Linked DNA regions of Mus musculus: region 1 is linked to region 2. Evidence: chromatin contacts called from public HiChIP or PLAC-seq data. All regions are on one chromosome and are shown on one strand. Each heading gives the region's core, a stretch centred on a gene start, on an enhancer-like site or on the middle of the called end of the contact. The rest is flanking DNA. Distances are from core to core; before and after follow the strand shown.

What was found. HiChIP or PLAC-seq counts read pairs in DNA pulled down with a chosen protein or histone mark.
Region 1: a contact with region 2 is called in an H3K4me3 HiChIP or PLAC-seq map of bone marrow-derived macrophages, with 4 times the contacts expected there. The contact joins the promoter of Ddx11 here to the enhancer-like site in region 2. A contact is called at or near these places in 11 of 39 promoter capture datasets (the C10 cell line, the HPC-7 cell line, cranial neural crest and 8 more), 18 of 115 datasets of contacts at active chromatin or transcription factors (the 230-238 cell line, T-cell acute lymphoblastic leukemia, bone marrow-derived macrophages and 11 more) and 3 of 9 other capture datasets (adipose tissue, liver and pancreatic islet).

Annotation. Positions count from the first base shown.
Region 1 is chr17:66,122,176-66,124,973 of GRCm38.p6, reverse strand. It overlaps Ddx11 (DEAD/H box helicase 11), which reads right to left and starts at 1,454. Exons shown (of 27, transcript NM_001348292.1): 1 at 1,282-1,454.
Region 2 is chr17:65,905,739-65,908,476 of GRCm38.p6, reverse strand. No RefSeq gene overlaps it. Among named protein-coding and RNA genes, the nearest start is that of Gm35550, 5.9 kb to the left of the region's middle. Within about 2 kb of position 1,301, at least 120 of the 459 cell types and tissues checked have an H3K27ac peak or open chromatin away from gene starts, as enhancers often do. A contact at or near this core is called in the HPC-7 cell line, T-cell acute lymphoblastic leukemia, adipose tissue and 7 more, where this site is marked.

The DNA of each region.
Region 1 (2,798 bases), core at 205-2,704, 220 kb before region 2:
AACTACACTGTGCTAAAAGACAGTGATAGTGTCAATCCATTTATGAGAGATGGTAGTTGCCAATGTGTTCCTCCAGGTATTAGGGAAAGAAAAACGACTACCCAGGTGGAGAAAGCACCGAGCAAAACAAAACAACAAAAACTAAAGGCCACACAACAAATTTAAGAAAATGCAGTAATAAAAAGAGCTATGCAACTGGAAAACCACTAAAACACGAAGAGAGGGTAAAGAAATGTAGCCAACAAGAGATGGAGAGATGGCGGAGTAGTTAAGAACACTGGCTGCTCTTCCAGAGGACCCAGGTTCAATTCCTAGCACCCACACAGCAACTCACAATTGTTTCTAACTCCAGTTCTAGAGGATCCAGACATACAAACTATGCATAAAATAGTAAAAGTAAGTTTTTAAAGGTAACCACAGATTCTGAGCATCTAACATGTGTTAAGCACTCTTCAGAGCCCCCACCCCACCCCCTTCTTAATTTCACTTAACCTATCACGGATATCATGACAGAACTGCTGGCTGGAGACACTGCTCACTAGTGGAGCCCTCGCCTAGCAGCTGCCCAGAGCTTAATCTACAACCGAAAGCGGCTGGGTGTTAAGGAGTAAGTAGCATTAAAGAAGAAAAAGTACGCATTTAACCCAGGTGCGAAGCGCTCTGCTATGGTCAAGCTCACCTAAGTACAACAGAGAACTTAGCAAGGCTAAACAGGAGATTTCCTGAAATGATGCACTCGGAGGTGAAGAATGTCGCCGTCTGGGAAAACCAGGAACCCGGGCTGCGGGCAGGCAGGGAAACCCTGTACATGAGAACTGCAAGCTAGCCGGGATTTCAGGACAGGGTCCTGCATGCAGGGACCATGTATTTATTATTTAATCCTACTTTTATGCCACTTCCATCAAAATGTGGTCGACTTCCCGAACTTCCTCAACCTTAAAAAAAAGGGGGGGGGGGCAGTGCAGCCGAGAATGCAACAGTATGGTCCCTGAGGCACACTGCCAAATTGGATCTCAAGTTCATTATCAGTCAACCTGTGTCTTCACCTGACTTCACTATATACAATAACCCCTGAAAATCGTTTAAAACAGACTCTCTACATTTTAGAATCCAACCTGTTACGTACACTCACCGAAGGCGCCACTATACTTGGGCTGCCACTCGCTCCAATCCATCCCACGCCGCCTCCGCCCCCACGTCCGGCCGTAGGGCGCGCTCGGCTAACCCTGCCCCCTGGCAGCCTCCTCGGCTTCCGCCTCCGCTCGAGTGTGCCCTTCTCACCTCTCTGCCTTCGGTCGCAGCGCTTCTCCCACACAGCACCGAACTCGATCGCCACCGCAGGACCGCCTCACTGAGGCCGGCAAGCGAGCCTGGCCGCCGCGGCTGAATTTAAACTGCAGTTTCACTGAAGGAGCATGCGCGCACGCAGAAAACCCTCCACGTGGCCACGCCCCCGAGCCACTGCGCCTGCGCGCTGCCGCTCAACCGCGGGCCTTGTGCTTCAATATTGCCTGGATTAGAACTGTGTTTGAGCTTTGATCTAACCTTCCATATTAGTTTTTTTGTATTACCGGCTATTGGGGGTTGTTGTTGTTGTTTCCCCAGAAATATTGCGCTTTTTAAAAAATTGTATTTATTTAATGTATGAGTGCTCTGCTGCATATACATCCGCAATTGCCCGAAGAGGACATCAGATCTCCCTAAAGATGGCTGTGAGCCAGAATGTGCTTGCTGAGAATTGAACTCAGGACCTCTGGAAGCGCAGCCAGTGTTCTTAACCGATGAGCCATCTCACCAGCCCCCAAGATTCAAATAGATTTCTCAAAGAATGTTAAATGTAGAAAAGAGAAACTATCAAATATCAGATGTATACAAGCCACTAAGTACTAAGAGGGTTTTTGATGAGGTCATTCATCATGCATGTATTTATGTTTCCTCCTTACTATAGATATTGAATCTGTTTCACAATCATGACAAAGGTGTACTACTATGGTGATTGTTTTTAGAAACTGTTCCTGTAGTGTAACGCAGAATTAAAAAAAATTGACAGGCTCTGGGGAACAGTAAGTCCATTGAGATTTGGTTTTCTGTCACTAGTTACAAAAGCACACACAGCACGGGAGGTGTAGCAATTGGTCACTATAAACGTCTCTGTTTATTGCACTAGGGACACTGAACATGATCCATTTTCAGAGGCTGTGGCTAAAAATCCTAACCACACCCTCAAGCTTGGTGCCCTTCTCGCTCTTTTGCAGAGAGATGTAAGAAAGATTAGTTCTTTGCCCTTTAGTGTCCATTTTATAGGGAGCCTGGCAGTTGTGGGATTTAGTCCCCAGTGGGATCTGTGAGCCTTTGATTATTCTGTTGGTTCTGTTGTCATCTATACATATGCTTGAAAGGCTCAAGACAGAGCTTGCAGTAGAAGAGGGAGAAGGGCTATATGTGATTTCGCTTCTAGCTCCTTAACCCCAATTCCGGGCTCTGGGACTGAGTTACTGTTCCCTAAAGTTTGATTGTATCAAGTTTCAGAGTGGAGGGCTATGTCTGATTATCTCAGCGCTCTCTCTCTCTCTCTCTCTCTTCCCAAGACAGGGTTTCTCTGTGTAGCCCTGGCTGTCCTGGAACTCCCTCAGTAGACCAGGCTGGCCCCAAATGCAAAGATCCACCTGCCTCTGCCTCCTGAGTGCTGGGATTAAAGGCCTGCACTGTCTGGTGAAAACCCAGGATCTTAAGCAGTCCTAAGACTCAATGTTCTTAGGGCCTCTGTTTGGAAAGCATCGTCTTGTCCCTGTAGATAT
Region 2 (2,738 bases), core at 52-2,551:
AACCATTCCCTAAGCCAGGATCCTGGATTGAATGCAAGGGGGAAATTAAGTTTGATACTAGTGGTCCATCATTCCATTTACTGACTGTGAACACAATGTGACTAGCTGCTCCAAGACCCTGCAGTCTTGACTTCATCCACCACATAAACTGTTGTTCTTGGCAGAGTATGTTACCATAGCAACAGCAAAGTAACCAAGGTAGACATCTAACTAGTTGTTGGAAACAATTTAGCTTTTTAAAGCAGTGACTCGGTGAATCTTTCCTGGAAACTCTCTAGGTAGAGGTTAATTAGTGGTTAATTAATTAGATTAATCCAAAAGGTTAAGCCTGGGTCTTCAGTTAGGCATTAGTTAAGGGTTATACAGTAGCCTAGAAGACAACCATTAACATTGAGTTGAGTTTTGGTTTACCTACATAGGAATACAGAACTCTCTAGTCTAATGTCTCCCAAAATATTATGACAATCTTTAAGTATAAAAAAATTGATTGTCCCTTAGTACTCCAGTCTCACTATTGGAGGTGCTTTTGTGTTATAGGATTATATTGGTTTGTTCTGAGTTAGGGTGCAGCCTTGGCTGGGCTCAGAGATCATTTCATCTGCCTCATGGGTGCTCAGACTAACCATCATGCCTGGCTGATTGCTACTTTGAATTTTTAAAAATTATTTTATCTGGGTGGGTGTTTTGCCTATGTGTTTATCTGCATACCATGTGTATGCCTGGTACCCAAAGAGGCCAGGAAAGGGCACAGGACCCCTTAGAACTTGAATTACAAAGGGTTGTGAGCTGCCACGGAGGTCATGGGATCAAACCTGGGTCCTCTGGAAGAACAACCAGTGCTCTTAACTACTGAGCCCTCTCTCCAGCTCTTATAAGTTTTTTTTTCTTTTTAATCTAAATATAATTCTACCTTATAGAAAGTAGACTTAGGTTGTAGAGTGTCCTCTTGTGTGATCCTCCATCTCTGAGGCCAGCTGACTCCAGTTTTTCTCTGGTTTTGCAGACTTCTACAGCCAGCAAGGTTACATTGCTTTGGGCACTCCACTGTGTGTTTGAAGTGGTTAGAAGCCAGCGTAGCTCTAGCGGGGCAGAAACGGCTCAAGTTTGAAGCATTCCTGGTTCCTGGCAGCTCTCAAGCCTTCAGAGTCTATCCCTGTGCCCAGAACGGGAGGGTGGGGGGGAGATAGAGGAGAGGAGGAGGGAGTACACAATAACTTCATGCATATGTCTGGAGCTTGTAGCCGACTGAGAGTCTGTGTCAGTCAGCTTCCTGTCACGTGACAAAAGACACCCCCCCCCTTCAATCAACGTTAGAGAAGATGATGTTTATTGGGGGGCAGTCTGAGAGGCCTCCTCCAGGCTGCTTAGCCCTATCACACCGCACACCACGCTGCCAGTAGTGTACCAGGGCGGGAGTTCGTGGCTAGGGGTCCTGTCACTCAGTGTCCAGGAAGTAAGAGTGGAAGGGACCAGAATTCCAGAGTTGCAAGGGCACAGCCCATGACCTAAGCTCCCCTGGCCAGGCCCCTCTTCCAAATAGTTCTACGCCCTCCCTACAAAGCCACAGGCCAGACACTAAGCCTTCGACATCCCTGCCTTTGAGGAACATTCCAGAGCTAACTATAATAGCCTCTATTTTATATTGTGTAAAGAGGGGGAAATGAATTAATACTTCTTGTACATATACAAGAAACTGCAAGACCGGCTCTGGGCTCCCCTCCCTCCCCCCCTCCCCCCCCCCCCCCCCGGGAGGGTTCATAAAACCTGTACCCTGCTGTGTTCTGCTCAGTCCCGAGACTGCTTCCTTTACTTCCTGGGTGCTCAAGACCGCAGATTTTTAATGCTTTTCCTATAATGGAAAGGAATCGTAACTTCACAGAGCAGTCGGGTCCTGTGAGCTCTCCCGGGAGAGAGGGAAATGCTTGCTCCGCTCTGTGAGGTAGCAGGAAGTGCTAGGGGAGACAGGCTGACAAGGAGTAGCCACTGAAAGGCTCGCCTGAACCTAACGAAGATCAGGCACCCACTGAGGGCTCTCTCCCAAGAAACAGTCTCTGGCTTTAGGATCCATCTTTTGAAGTTTAGATGATCTGGGCTTTCAGTTTACTTGAGTCTCTCTCCTTAAAGTACTCTATTGCCTTTTTCCACCCGGGGCTACCTTGGGAGGCCAGGGAATAGAAGGGATGACAGAAGTAAGAAAGGCGGGACCTGCCTCCTCAGTCTACACTCCAGGAAAGAAAGGGCACAGGGGAGACATGCCCGAGCTCCACCCAGCCTCGCTCAGGCAGAGGGAGGTGAGAGCCCTTTGAAGACTCACTCTTGGGCATCAGAACCTGCCCCTGAAATCCCAGAGAGATTTCTTTCAAATTACAAAAGGGAGGCTGATTAGACAGTTGCCAAACAGACATGAGTGAGGCCTTGGGTTTGCTCCCCAGCCAAAACCACACATGCACAATGTATGTGTGGAGGGCTCATTTTGTGTATTCTAAAGATGAGAGTCTAGTTATTCACTTTTAAGCGATGTACACACAAGTACAATCTTACAAGACATAAATGTATCAGTGGTGGTGCACACCCATATGGCCTGAGCTTCAACTGCTGGGGAGAGACTGTCTATTGGAGACCAGCCAGGGTCTTTGGAGCAAGATCCCGTCTCATCCCCTCCCTCAAAATGGAAAGTACACTGAATCTATTTCACTGTGACGTGCAGTTTTCCTTGATGTTACCGTTTTCCATTCGTG